Linked DNA regions of Mus musculus: all the other regions are linked to region 1. The links are chromatin contacts, called in public HiChIP or PLAC-seq and promoter capture Hi-C maps. All regions are on one chromosome and are shown on one strand. Each heading gives the region's core, a stretch centred on a gene start, on an enhancer-like site or on the middle of the called end of the contact. The rest is flanking DNA. Distances are from core to core; before and after follow the strand shown. Region 1 holds the start of 9530077C05Rik (RIKEN cDNA 9530077C05 gene). Region 2 holds the start of Bmper (BMP-binding endothelial regulator). Region 3 holds the start of Ldlr (low density lipoprotein receptor). Region 4 holds the start of Spc24 (SPC24, NDC80 kinetochore complex component, homolog (S. cerevisiae)).

What was found. Promoter capture Hi-C pulls out the DNA fragments that hold promoters and counts their contacts. HiChIP or PLAC-seq counts read pairs in DNA pulled down with a chosen protein or histone mark.
Region 2: a contact with region 1 is called in a promoter capture Hi-C map of neural stem cells. The contact joins the promoter of Bmper here to the promoter of 9530077C05Rik in region 1. A contact is called at or near these places in 2 of 39 promoter capture datasets (hippocampal neurons and neural stem cells) and 1 of 115 datasets of contacts at active chromatin or transcription factors (astrocytes).
Region 3: a contact with region 1 is called in an H3K27ac HiChIP or PLAC-seq map of extraembryonic endoderm stem cells, with 2.8 times the contacts expected there. The contact joins the promoter of Ldlr here to the promoter of 9530077C05Rik in region 1.
Region 4: a contact with region 1 is called in an H3K27ac HiChIP or PLAC-seq map of extraembryonic endoderm stem cells, with 3 times the contacts expected there. The contact joins the promoter of Spc24 here to the promoter of 9530077C05Rik in region 1. A contact is called at or near these places in 1 of 39 promoter capture datasets (pre-B cells), 1 of 484 Hi-C or Micro-C datasets (CD4 T cells) and 1 of 115 datasets of contacts at active chromatin or transcription factors (extraembryonic endoderm stem cells).

What each region holds. Positions count from the first base shown.
Region 1 is chr9:22,409,570-22,413,161 of GRCm38.p6, reverse strand. 9530077C05Rik (RIKEN cDNA 9530077C05 gene) reads right to left here and starts at 1,615. Exons shown (of 7, transcript NM_026739.3): 1 at 1,413-1,615. The coding sequence starts at 1,437.
Region 2 is chr9:23,221,036-23,224,627 of GRCm38.p6, reverse strand. It overlaps Bmper (BMP-binding endothelial regulator), which reads right to left and starts at 1,552. Exons shown (of 15, transcript NM_028472.2): 1 at 855-1,552. The coding sequence starts at 987.
Region 3 is chr9:21,721,828-21,725,419 of GRCm38.p6, reverse strand. Ldlr (low density lipoprotein receptor) reads right to left here and starts at 1,844. Exons shown (of 18, transcript NM_010700.3): 1 at 1,576-1,844. The coding sequence starts at 1,642. Gm26511 (a long non-coding RNA gene) reads left to right here and starts at 2,064. Exons shown (of 4, transcript XR_001779098.2): 1 at 2,064-3,579.
Region 4 is chr9:21,758,326-21,761,917 of GRCm38.p6, reverse strand. It overlaps Spc24 (SPC24, NDC80 kinetochore complex component, homolog (S. cerevisiae)), which reads left to right and starts at 1,615. Exons shown (of 5, transcript NM_026282.6): 1 at 1,615-1,799. The coding sequence starts at 1,640.

The sequences.
Region 1 (3,592 bases), core at 366-2,865:
TTTTTGGTTGTCACAATTCTCTGTGTGTTAAAACAGTCGCTCACAATAAAGAATTAACTCCTTCAATATTAAACTGCTGTGGCTGAGAGGCCTTGTTCTATATCATAAAACGGACCGGAAGTTTTCATTACCTTTGTTAGTGTACATAAGAATGCATTTCTTTCTGGCATCTCCTGTTCGATCCTGGTCTCTAGTAAGCAAGTATCCCATCAGCCCGACTACGCAGCTGCATGCACACGGACCACTGAGTCATCCTCATATTTGCCACTCTTCTGCCAGGCTTGATGTTTTAAAGCAACGTTTTGACATTGTATTGTTTTGGGAGTTTTGTTTGTTTGTTTTTAGAGACAGGGTATCAGTGGCTGGTCTGGAACTTCTGTAGACCAGGCTGACTAAGCTCACCTGCGTCTGCCTCTGATAATGTGTTTTAAGGTGAAAGAGTTATATCTACATCAAATCACAATTTTAAAAAGCCTAATGCCAATTTAAGTGGCCTCTAAGATCTTGGCTTTTATAACTGCATGTCTCCTGTCAACATAACAGTGGAATAGTCTGTAGGTTATCGCAATCGCACAACAGTAGGTTCTGTGTTTTATAACACTGAACAGCAAACAGTGTAAAAAAATTAAGATGAGAAAGTAGTTTCACTTAAAAATAATTTAGTTTTTCAGTTTAAAAAGTTCTGCAATAACATATAATGAAAGGAGTTTCAAAGTACCATAATGAAACCTCTTACTTTGTATGCTAACTTAAAGAATGGTTTTAGCTATTGATGTCCATATCTTAGCACTGGGGAGACTGAGGCAGGAGGGTCAGGGGTTCAAAACAACTAATTTGGAAAATTGGTCTACTGGGTACTGCAATAGCCTGAAGCTAAAAGTTCTAGGCTTATTTTTGACTCTACTGTGGGAATTAGCTATTTCCCTTTATTCCGTTGTTTTGGTATCTGTCCTGCAGAAATGTTTTCATGCAGAATCAAATGCTAGGAAAATGACTCTGGAACTGTTTAATATTATTAAAGATTTAAATAGGGCTAATATGCATATCTATTCAAAAATGAAAGACAAACTTTCCAACCTTGGATCTAAACACCTGCTCTTATTAATAACATCAATTCAAAATGTTTGCTAATAAATGCAAACAAAAATACACAACATACACTGAAATGTAGAGATGTGTTTTCACAGCTGATTTTTTTTTTTTCTGAACATTCTAGAAAATATAACACCTTACTACACACCTAAAATGCTCTGGAATCGTATTGGACTCTACACTCTCTAGATTGCACAGCTCTTGCCCCTCACCTCTGCTGGGCTAGGGCTGTGCGACTGCACCTGGTCTTCCGAGTCCCAGACCCAACGGTCTCCACCCGCTGCAGCCGCGCCACTTGGGCCAGCAGTGCCTACACTCACCCGTTACGCGAATAGACTCCAGCATCGTCCCGCCAAGGCCAAGGCCAAGGCCGGCGGGCCGCACCGACGAAAACTCCCGTAAGGCAGCTCGAGACCAGATGGGGCAGGACTGGCAGCGCAAGGTGGAGGACCACGTCTTACCCAGAGGCTGGAAAGCGCTCTGGCGGTTCCACCTAGTCTCAGAGCTAAGAACCCGCCACGGTGACGTCGCTGCAACCCCGTTGCTAGGAGACGATCCTGCCTTCTTCCCGCACTCCACGCCACCAAACATGCTCGCCGCTGGAGGCGCTCCTGCGACTGACACCCTGCTCGTAGGGAGAGAAGGGAAGCGAACTACAACTCCCAGCGTGCACAACGCGGACCCGTGCAAGGAGCTGGTCCGCAGAGGCTGGGGTGTTTGTGTGGGGAGGTCGGGATCTGTATGAGGCTCAAAGGGCTTCATTTCATGATGGTAGAGGGAAATAGAAATGGTGTAATAATTCTGAGTTTTAGTTGACCAGAGCAAATTCAGACCCCTGACCTTCCAGCTAATTTACATGGTATGAAATAAATAGGGCGATTTTAGAAGAAAAAAATGGCCAGGTATGGTGGCACACTCCTGTTATCCAAACACTTGAGATGTGCAGCAAAGATGATCAGGGGTTCAAGACCATCATTGCTATATAGTGAATTTTGAGACCATCTTGACTATACAAGAATGTCTAAAAAAAAAAAAAGAATAAAATAAATAAATGCAATATTTAATTTAAAAAGGAGATCTGGAGAAATGGCTCAGCAGTTAAGAACACTGACTACTTTACAGAGGACTTGGGTTTGTTTCCTCATGGCAGCTCACAACTACATGTAACTCCACTTCGAGAGCACCCCATCCCTCTGGCTCTCCCCAGGCCCATACTCGCAAACACTCATGAAATACACACAATTTTTTTTAAACTGAATTGAAAAAGGAAACAGACTGTGGGTGTAGCTCAGATGGTGAAGGGCTCTCTTTAGCATTCAGAGACCCCTGAATTTAATCCCCAGTACTATACAAACCTGGCCTGGTGGTACACATCTCTAATTCCAGCATTCAGGAGGTAGAAGCAGGAGGATCAAGATGTTCCAATTCCTCTATAAGCTTGAAGCCACCCTATATTATATCTATATTATATTATGTATATATCTGAGGTTGCATAAAGGGGTTTTGAGAGGGAGAAGTTGATAGTGAATAATTAAATCATAAATTTACTTTAAATCTATTATTTGTATATATAGAATTTTACCATTTTAGAATATGAAAGCTAATTTCACACTGAGATGGATGTGCTTGTTTATTTTTACATAAATAATCTCAGCTGAATATTTAATAATGCAGGGCACAGAGTATCTTCAACACAGTTCTGTGCGTGTGTGTGTGTGTGTGTGTGTGTGTGTGTGTGTAAGCACTTGTATGCCTTGATTTATGTGTGGAGGTCAGAGGACAACTTGCAGGAGTCAGTTCTCTCCTTCCACCAAATGGGTTCTGGGAATGGAACTCAGGTCGTCAGCTTGGTGGTAGGTGCCTTTACTGCTGAGCCATCTCACCAGCCTGCATCTTCCACATTTTTCAGAGGTGATTTTTCTCTTTCACTTTTATAGTTGTCAATGCTGAGAGTACCATTTTACATAAGCTCACAGGATAAACTCACAGAAGTATGCTTAGTGATTTTCAGAATGTTGGAAATTCTGTCCTAATCCCAAGACAAGGTTCATTTCAATCAAGAAAGAAAACTGGAATCAGCACATCCTTTGGCAGGGACACAAGCTTCATGTAGGCTGACCTAGTACTCACTACACAGCTGAGGAGAACTTTGAACTCCTGACCCTCCTCTCTCCTCAGCCACTTAAGTGCTGGGATTACAGGAGTATACAACCTCACACAGCTTTTAAAAAATTGTTCTTAAAGATTATTTTAAAAATTTAATGTGGTCTTTAAAAAATTATTTGTGGGTAGAGTGTTTCCTTTCATGTGTTCCATGTGTGTGCCTAGTGCCCATAGAGGCCAGAAGAGGGCGTCAGAGTCCTCAAAACTGGGATTATGGATAGCTGTGAGGCACTGCGTGGGCGCTGCAAAATGAACCCAGGTCCTCTGCAAGAGCAGCAAGTGCCTTTAACTACTGAGCCAGCCCTCAGCCCTTCAAATGCCAACGTTTAAAGCAAAA
Region 2 (3,592 bases), core at 303-2,802, 810 kb before region 1:
TCTATTTTAAATAGTTTTACTTAACATGGTTTTTTTTAAGTCAATACTTCGGTATATAGATCGGTTTTCTGTTTTCAGTTGATTTAAGCACATATTTAATACCACTAGTGCTCTGAAAGATATCTCAACTGCACATGGACTAACACACCAAACTAGGCACTAGGGAAGATTTTAAATTTGAACGAAATTCAGGACTGTGTCAAAGAACGGGCCTTTCAGGTGGATCTGCCAACTGTTGTGGGTTGAAATGCAATCACTTTTTGAAGCGCAATCTCTTTCCTCTTTAAAATATTCTCTTTTCTGCACCAGGTGTCAGTAAAGCATGTCCTTCAAAATAGAAGCCGAGGTCTTCACCTGCCTGAAAACCTGTAATTATCATATCATGCTATTAGTAACCTTTAAAAATAAGATCGCTTCTTTACATTCAAGGTCTGGAAAGTCATGTTTTAAAGATGCTGCCTAGCACCGTGGATTTATTGGAATCCTATGGTGTTGAGAAAAGAGGATGTGCGGGAAACGGCGCGGTCTTTTCCTTAATTGCACAAGAGTGGCTACGATTAAAACAAGGATTGGGGAAAAAAGATTAAATATAAATCAAGGAATTTCCCAACTTCATATAGCAGGGTGCCTATTAGCACTCTGTCAAAGGTAGCAGTCTCTCAGTCCCCCATCTCTCTACCTCTTCATAGCCTTCCCATCCCTTTTCTCTAGGCTTCTCCGCATCCCCACCGCCCGCGAGAGTCAGGCAAGGTGCGCGTTCCTCGTCCTCTCATCCCCGGTCTGCCAGTGCCTCTTCTCCCAAGAAACCACCCAGAGTCCCGGAGGACTGGTCCCTCCCGCCCCCACCCCCCTACCTGTCAGGAAGGAGGAAGCCAGAGACATGGGGACCCCGGAGCAATTGAGCAGCAGCAAGACGCAGCAGGTAATCCCAGGCGAGCGTCGGCAAGGACGCTCAGCCAGAGCCCTGACGCTGAAGAACCAGAGCATCGTCACCTGGAGGGAATCCCGGGCGACTGCAGGTCCCGCGTCGCCGCCTCTGCTCGGCAGCCGCTGCTCGCAGTCAAAAGGGCTGTGGGCCGGCGTGCCGGGAGACAGTCGGCTGAGGGAGGCGGGCGCCCGGAGCGGCGGGGGAGGAGTGGGGGCGCCCCGGGAGGAGGGGTCCTGCGGCCAGCCTCGGCCAATGCGGCGGCTTTTTTCTAAGGGAGTTGCTCTCAGCGGGTTAGCCGTCAGCCCCTCCGCGCCAGAGCTGGGCCGGGAGGAGGGGTGGCTGAGCGGCGGGATCTGGGGAGCGGCGGCGGCGACTGCCGAGTGCGCTCGCAGCTCTGGAGCCCGGCTGAGCTCCGGCTCCCGCACGCGCAGCTCCGGCCCGGCCCCCGAGCGCGGTGTCCGGCCCGCGCGCTTGCTCCGTGCGGGACCGAGGGGCGTACTAGGCTCTGCGCGGAATCCGCAGGGTCGCACGAGGGACTACGATCCTGGCGCCGGAGCTATGCCGGCTCAGAAGCGACAGCGGCGCACGCGAACGCCCAGCCAGGCGGTCTAGCCCAGCCCCGGCCACCGGCCCCGGGGCGCTGCCGGAGCCTGGAAGGCGCGTCTCCAGCGCCCTGCGCACCGCCTCCTCCCGCGCAGAGGAGCCGCCCCCAGCAGGGATGCCACTACCCGCTAGCGCCCGGAGCAGAAGACCCGGCGCTTCCCGCTGCCCCAGCTTCGGAAGGAGCCACGGATCGAATGCAGGAGGGTCCCTCAACTTTCCACAGCCCTTTGACTCCCTCGGGCAAAGGCGGGGGACTCACGAGGCTGAGGGGACAGAGGGACGAGTGACCTTGGAGATCAGGTTCCTGTGCTTATGCCTCTGTGGGCCTGACATTAGGGAGGACAGAAGTTGGAGCGACAGAAAGGGTCGGCTAATGCACGCACAACGGCCAGAGCCTTTCTCCCTTAAAGCGTGGATCGGTGGCTCAGACTCCGCCCTTCCCAGCCGGAGCTGCCCGGGCCAGGGAGGTGCGTTAGACTAATCATTCATTCACTCGCGGGCCAGGGAGGGACCGCTGCCGCTAATCTCCACGCAGGCCGCCTTCGCGGCGGCCGCCCAGCAGGGCACGCGGTGGCAGCCGCTACCCTGCAGCGTTTCTTGCTTGGGCGGCCCTGATGTCCCCCAGTCTCGGTCTTTGATCCCCTCGCCCCGCCACCCGGTACCCGCTGAGTCCCAGCATCCCTCCCACGTCCTGCCCCCCCCACACACACACACACCCGCCCTACACGCACCCGCCAAGCAGTGCCTGGCTCTACTCAAAAGGGGTGCTAATCTAGAAAAGAGAATTTTTATAACTACATTGGGAAGGTGCCAGGTGAGAGTGAAAGGTGCTTGGAACCAATGATCAGCTAGCCTTCTTTGGAGCCTACTGTGATCACATGCTCCCACCCACACGAAGAACAGCCAGCCAGCAGGTGCCCACCCCACATTAGTTCCTGAAGCGCCTTGTGGATCCAAACTCTAATTGCTGACAAGCCTAGTTTTCCCCTAGTCTCTGGCCAGTTTTAGGTAGCATTTGTAGCTGTAGTGAGAAACTCCTTTGACAGTCCTCAGATACACTCCTCTAATGTCACCACATTTACCTGCCCCTGCCTGCCATCCGCATGCTCATTTGTTTTTTTCTAGAGATTTAAAGGGTGCTTTTAGTGAGTGCATCGTGGCCAACATCCCAACACAAGGACCACATCTCTGTGACGTGGACAAGTGGGAGGAAGGAACGCTGTCATTAGCTTAGCATGCTCCATTTCCCTCTCAAAACAGATTTTGTGTAAAATTTAAATTAAAAGAGACAAGAGACAATGTGGTTACATGTTTCCCCCAAATAACACCATGGCTAGATGCCTTGAAAGTCAAAGTGTTGATTGAATGTTTCGCTGACTCCCTGAGTCTACAGAAATGTCAAACTGTATACACAGAGAGAGAGAGAGACAGAGACAGAGTTTTACTTCCCATAAGAACTAATTAGAAGAAAACCTAAAAGTTAAAAAATAATAATTGCCACAGAAAAGTACATTCAGTAGGAACCACTGTCCCTGCTCTCTAAAATGATTCTCCTTCAATAAAGTCTCTAGATAAATGTAACCTTTATAATTCAGGTAAGGAACATGAATTTTTGGAGATCCTAGGAGACCCAGTGTTCCCTCAGATGTCTGTAGACTTGGCTACATGTGCACTACAAAACTGCAAGACACCTGAAGAGCATGCCTGCCCCTCTGACTTGCCTCCCTTGGCCTGTCTCCTCAGTGTGCATGACTAATTTTTTTAGGGGGTGGGGACTTCTACCCTCTATGTGTGTGGCATTTCTACTATGGGTGGCTAGGGAAAAAAACGGGAAACCTTTTCACCAGCCTTGAAGTTGTGAATGAGAAGGTGGACAGAAGCCTCTGGAAACTCAGCTCTTCCTATATCACAGCTCACAGTGACCTCCATTTCAGAAAGAGCAAGCTATCCCCAAAGGCTCATCGGGGACTCCTGCAACCCCCATGCAACTATTGGTATTGTTACTCCAGAGTAGCAAACTCTCTCAGCTGCCAACTGGTCCCTAAGCCAAGCTGAGATATT
Region 3 (3,592 bases), core at 595-3,094, 690 kb after region 1:
TCACCGTCGTTGCTATGAGCATGAGAGTCTGGGGAGACCAGCACCGGGGCCCTTGGCCTTCCGGTGAGATGGGAAACCTCAGCTCTTGCTCAAGACTTTATAAAATGGTTTTCTTTCTTTCTTCTTGTTAAAGAAGGCAATGATGGGTGAAACGCAAGCTGAGCAGGGTATCTGGTCTAGCCTTGTCTACAATTATAACAGGATAGCTAAGTGTTTGTCTCAGTGTTCAACCTCTCCCCTCTCCCTCTCTCTTAGTCCAGGGTTCACTGTATAGCCCTGCCTGCCCTGGAAATCACAGGAATCCACCTGCCTCTGCCTTCCAGGTGCTGAGACTACAGGTGTGCCCCAGGATGCCCAGCTCAGCCAGGCTGTCTCAAGGAAGCATCCCCAGGGATTGTCCAGTTGACAGCTACTCACAGCTAACTGAAGGGCACTCCTGCCAAGCTCCTGTGGGGTCAGAACCGAAGCTGGTTCTGAGGAGGAAAAAGCAATTAAAATGTTCTTGGCCAGCCAGGCTGACTGCAAGAAAAGCAGTAACCCAGGCATTCATGGACCCTGGTTCTATCCATGGTGTCCCCAAATCCAGGCATGGTGGCACATGCCTGTCATCCCAACACTCCCGAGCTGAGGCAGGAGAATTAGGGGCTAGAGACTACACAGTGACTTATAGGCCAGCCTAGGCTACATGAGACCCTGTCTATAAAGTGAGGGAGAGGTGGAGCACTTTTCCCAGTGCTGCAAAGAAGTTGTTGGTGAGATTGTAACACCATCTCCCTTCCTGTCCAAATTCCAACGCCTCTCCTAAAACTAAAGTCCACTTTATGGATCTGTCCAATCCTACACGTTCAGAGAGTGGGAACGAACCAGGCCTGCAAAAGTCTTTGCCAGGTCCCTGGCCCTCCCTGCCTGATGGTCTCAGCTACGGGTGTCTGGGTTGCCTGAGGCACATCTGCACCAAACCAGGGAAGTAGGGACAAGGTAGGGACTGAAGGCTCACAAGGAGGACCCAGCCGGCCCGGATGTGTAGCCCCACCCCACCCGGGAGGGTCGTGCAAGCCACGCCCCTGAACATCATCCTCTTCCTCCATTGGGCGAGGGGAGTGGCTCGAGGCTCGCCTGTTCCGGCTGCACCCAATAGGAGCTCGGGGGTGCGGTGGGAGGTGGGGTTAGGGCGGAGTTTTGGGGCACGCGGCAGTAGCCGGGTTTGAGTGCAGTGTGGAGACCCCCAAGTCCTGTAACTACGACTAGCGACCCCAAAGTTGAACAGCTGGGCCTGGGTCTCCCCAGCCCTTAAAACGAATGATGGGACCCCTCCTCTTGGATTCCCTCACACATAGCTCTGAAAGACACCTCTGACTTGGGAGAGCACCCACCGGACTCCCCAAACCCACTCTGACCCCCTACAGCTCTGGCACCCTATTTCCAAAACACTTCCCTCCAGCCACGTGGGAAGGACATCACATCAAGTTCGCACGAATGGTTGTATTTCTCGACCAAAAATAAAACCACTCGGGGCTCTCCGAGTTCAGGACGGCTGCCCCTGACCCCGGGCAGGCTCCTGGCGCAAAGCCTTACCTGCAACTCCGGCAGCAGCCAGGAGCAGGGCGATGACCCAGCGACGCATCAGATCCGCGGTGCTCATCCTTAGCTTCTGCGTTGCGTCCTCACTCGGATCACAGACCCCGAAATGTTCCCGCTGCAAACACTGGATCGCGGGCCCCACGGTGTCTCGGCTGCGAATCTGGGCTCGCAAGCCTCACGGTGTCCCGGCTGCAAACTACGCCGCACGCCCAGAGTCATTCCCAGTACTAGGGGCGAGGTTTCCAGGCGGGGGAGGAGTCTGCAATGGGGTGATTTTCAAAAATCTTCACCTCACTGAGCGGGGAGGAGCTTGGAACGGCCGATGTGACATCGTCTCTTTTAACCCCTGAAGCTCCCGCAGCAGTGGGAAGTTCCTCAAATTCCTCCCACAGAATTTCACCGCTTCCCGGACACTTAGCCGCCCGCGTTGCTGTTTGAGTGTTCAAGGGACGACCCACGCCCTTCCACACCCTGGGTCGCCTTCTGACGCTTTCCTTTCCACCTCCAAAGCAAAACAGAAGTATGCGAAGCCCCCTCCCACCCCCGACCCCTACACTTCTTGCAGCAAGTTTGCTTTCCTGTCTAGGAATGGGCACATAGATTTCTGACCCAAGTACAGTTGCAGGTTTTATCTGGATCCGTCCATAAACACAAACACTCAGCGAGAAATGTATATAAAACGCGGCGGCGTGTGCGGGTGAGCGAGTTGGCTCAGTGGGTGAGGGTGCAAGCCTGAAGACCTGAGTTTGATCCCAGGGATCCACATACTGGAAGGAGAGAGAACCAGAACCAACTCCAGCAAATTGTCCTCTAACTTCCACACACACTCCCCTGTACTAATTAATTAATTAGAAAGAAGAAACATTACTTGGTTTGGGGGGTAGGACCCAGTAGTTAGAATAATTATAATTATTAATGGAAGAATTCCATAGCAAGATATGGTAACACTGAAACTAGGAAGAAGGCAGGCAGATCTCTGTGAGCAAAGTCCAAACTGGTCTGGACAGCAAGTTCCAGACTAGCCTGGGCTACACAGATTCTGTTTCCTCCTCCTCTTCTTTCCTTCTTTCTTTCTTTTCTTTCCTTTTCTTCTTTTGTTTTGTTTCTGTTTCTGTTTGTTTTGTTTTTCAAGACAAGGTTTCTCTGTGTAGCCCTGGTTGTCCTGGACTCTGTAGACCAGGCTGGCCTAGAACTCAGAGATCTGCCTGCCTCTAACTCCTGAGTGCTGGGATTAAATGTTGAGTGTTTACTACCACCCCACTACCACCTGTCAAGAGACCCTGTTTCAAAGCTAAAGTTGAAATTATTTTAAATAATTCATCTGAGAATCAATGGGTTCCTTCCTGTGTTGACAGAAATGTTGATTTTTGGTTTATTTCCTTAGGCACCTGCTGGTACCGCTTTATCCTGTTACAAGGAGTTGAACACACAGAAGGGCATCTCTTCCCTCGAAGCAAAACCAACCACATGTGGCCTTTTTCCCCTCTTGACACTGGATGGCTAAACCAGAAGGCTGTCTGCCATGGATAGAGAAGTTTTGATGAATCAAAGGCTTAGGGATTTTCTAAAAGGGACTCAGATTCTGTCCCTGCCTAGCTCCCTGCAGAACAAACCAGGGCTAGTGTGTTGGCTTAGTGCATGCAGCCAGGACTGACCTGATGTGAGTTCAAATCCGAGGACCCACATGAGAGGAGAGAACTCGTCCCTGTGACCTGCACATTCATATTGTGATGTGTCACAGGCAGTAATAAAAAAGTAAATAATACATAATGCAAAACAAACTACCAGAAGCTGAACCGTGAGACAGGAGAGAGAACGGGACACACTGCATTGGGTTGGTAGGGTACCTGGCTTCGTCCCCAGCATCACGTAAACCAAGCCTGTTGTCACAATCTGTGGTCTCAGCACTCCCCGAGGGAGGCAGGAGGACCATGAGGATAGCCTCAGCTACACAGATAGTAGAAGCCAGAAGACAGAAAGGTGTAAAAAGCTGCTTTTGTGAGTTGATTTC
Region 4 (3,592 bases), core at 366-2,865, 650 kb after region 1:
AGAAGTGAGTGTCAGAGAATATGATAGAAGTGAGTGTCTGTGTCTGTCTGGGTTGTATTTTTTAAAAAGATTATTTATTTATTTTATGTATAGGAGTACACCATTGCTCTCTTCAGACACACCAGAAGAGGGCATCAGCTGGGCAGTGGTGGCACACACCTTTAATCCCAGCACTTGGGAGGCAGAGGCAGGCAGGTTCTGAGTTCGAGGCCAGCCTGGTCTACAATGTTAGTTCCAGGACAGCCAGGGCTATACAGAGAAACCCTGTCTCAAACCCCCCCCCCAAAAAAAAAAAAAAAAAGACATTGGATCTCACTACAGATGGTTGTGAGCCACCATGTGGTTGCTGGAAATTGAACTCAGAACCTCTGGGAAAGCAGTGAGTGAGTGCTCTTAACCGCTGAGCCATCTCTCCAGCTCTGGGGTATAGGTATTTAAGGAGACAGGGTTCACTTTGTAGTTCAGGCTGGTCTGGAATTCACTCAGCACTCTGGAGTCCCATGAATGGCAATTCCTCTTCCTTAGGCTCCTGATTCCTGAGCCACCATGCTCAGCTTCGGGGTTCACTGCTCTTGTTGCCCAGGCTGGCCTGGAATTTACCTCCATCCTCAAGCTCCCATCACCTGAGTGCTACATGCTAGATACATGCTAGACTCCTACTTAAAGATTTTATTTTATTTTATTTTTGAGACAAGGTCTCTATATAATCCTGGCTCTCCTGGAGCTTTATTTGTAGACCAGGCTGGCCTCAAACTCTGGGATCTGCCTGCCTCTGCCTTCCCAGAACATTGGATGCTCTTGTAGAGAACCAGGGTTTGGCTCCCAGCACCACATGATGGCTCACAACCATCCATATCTAGCTCCAAGTGGTCAGATGCCCTTTTATGACCTCTGCTGACACATACATACATGTAGGCAAAACGTTTACCCATACACATTAAAGAAAGAGAAATAAGCCTAAAAAATAGAGACTGGTGAATGATTGTGGTGGCATGTTCCTATAATCCAACCACTAGGAGGCAGAGGTAGATGGATCTCTAACAAAGAGCTCCTGGACAGCCAGTTCTACATAGTCTCAACATCTCACAGCTCACACATCCCAACCCCCGCCAAGAAAAAAATAAACCCAATGAATCCCAGTTTTATGTATAATTAATATATTCCTAAAGTAAACTAAAAAAAAAAAACAAGCAAAAATAATAAACCATCCGTTACATTGCCCTTCAAGCAGCGACTGATACCTGCAAATTTCTCTAAGAGTCGCGCAGCTTTCCAGTTTACGCATGCGCAACAGACTCCTAACGCCCTGGACTCTCCCCGGAGTTCATAGCCCGACAATCGACGCACGCGTACCAGGCCAATCGCAAACTGGCCACGTGTGACACGCCCCCCCCCCGCGCCGCCGCCCCCCCCCCTCCCCCGCCTACGATGATTGATCCTCACACCTGAGTGACAGAAGAAATTTCGCACAGGATCTCCACAAAATGGCCGCTCCTTCCGAAGCGCTCTGTCCCCTCGCTGATTGAGTCCTGCAGGAGACGGACGTAGGAACGATCCAATGAGACTTATGCGCTCTGGGGAGGGGGCGGGGCCCGTGGTGAGACGAATTTGCGCGGGTTCGGACTCGGCGCGATCAGTCATGGCGGCTTTCCGCGACATGGTGGAGGTGAGCAACTGGCTACTGAGCCTGCTGGGGGCCAACCGCGCCGAGGCGCAGCAGCGGCGGCTGCTCGGGAGCTACGAGCAGATGATGGAGCGGCTGCTGGAGATGCAGGACGGCGCCTACCGGCAGCTTCGGGGTGAGGGCCGGTCCCCTGCGCCCCAGCCCCGGGGGACTTCTCGGGGGGAGCTGGTACTCCTGGGCCTCAGTTTCCCCATCTGACAATTGCCATGGCTCAGAGGCGTCCAGATAAGTGTCATAGCTCACAATGCGCGACTCTATACGATCGTACTTCGTAGCTCAGGCGCCTTTGGAAGTCTTTATGATCCAGCCCCCACCTCCACTCCTGCTCGCCGTTCTTGAGGGTCTTCCGAGGGAGAGCAGTCACACCCGAGCCTTGATTTCTCCACCGGTGAAACCGTTGTCATGACAACGGTTGTCATCTAGGGACTTAAGCGTAATTAAATATAGAGTTAGCAGGGCACGACCCTTTATTAACTTTCCAGGACTCAGGCTTAAATGTAGCTCTGACTAGTAGAGAACTACTTAGCTGAGAAATTCAAAGAACCTTTCAGCTCCTCAGTGCCTTGGTCACAGGTGTGAGCAATCTCCCATCTCAGTGTCCTTCCCTGTCAAAGGTTTGTTTGAACTTTGTTTTGTTTTGTTTCAAGACAGGGTTTCTCTGTGTAGCCCTGGCTGTCCTGGAACTCACTCTGTAGACCAGGCTGGTCTCGAATTCAAATCCGCCTGCCTCTGCCTCCCAAGTGCTGGGATTTAAGGCATGCGCCACCACGTCCGGCCCTGGGAACATTTTTTAAAGTTTCGTGCCTTCCCAATAGACTTGTGAACAGAGCCTGCCGTGAGCTGGACCTCGGGTGACAGCAGGGAAGGAGTCCCTTGGTGGCTGGCATCCTACTGGAGAGGAGACAGGATAACATTTGTACTGCAGTGATGGGCTGAGGAGACAAATGCTTTCTATCATTAGGAGGGGTAACATGGGCGGGACTGGGGAGGGGTTTCTGCAAAGATATTGGGGGAAACCTGAAACTGTTGAGGGGGCAGGGATACACTTGACTGGCATGCATGAAACCCTGGGTTCCATGCCAGGCATGGCAGAATGGGCCTGTCAGACCAGTGTTCCAGAGACAAGCAGGAGGGTCAGGAATGGAAGGCTGGAAGGAATTCAAAGCAGCCTGATTGACAGAAGACCAAAAGTAAAATGAGAAGTTTTATCTCTGAGATTGTAGCTCAGAGAGAACACATGTGGCTACAGGAGGCCTTGGGAGCAAGCAGTAGTAATGAAGTAAAAACCTGAGGGCTGGCAGGATGGTTCACTGGGTAGAGACACTTGGTGCCTACCTGACGATGTTAAGTTTGATTCCTGGGAGCCAGGTGGTAGAACTGACCCCTGCAGCTTGTCCTCTGACCTCCACACGCAAACCTGCTGTTTCTTCTTTGAATGAGTCATTAGCGGCTTGAACATGTGCTCTTAGAATTTGGGAGACCGAAGCAGGAGGCTGCTGAGAATTCAAGGCTAACCTCAGTTACATAATTAGCTACAGAGAAACCCTCTGTCACCCTCACCCAGGTCCCACCCCACATGCCTTTTGAGGTGGGTTCTGCGTAGGTAGTACAGTGCTTGCCTAGCATGTGTGATGGAGGCTCTAAATTCAAACCCAATACCATAAGATAATTAAAATTAAGTAATTTGATGGCTATACTTTGTGACCTGCTTCTGTAGAATAATTTGGGAGGATAAGACAGAAGGATTCTTTGAGCCCAGGAGTTTGTGGCCAACCTGGACAGCACAGTGAGACCCTCATCTTATCATTCAACATCCCCTCCCCCCAAATCATAGAGTTTATAACAGAAGCTGGCGAGGGAGCTGCACACCGACACCCCCCCCCCCCCATTCAGAGATCAGAGGCCAAC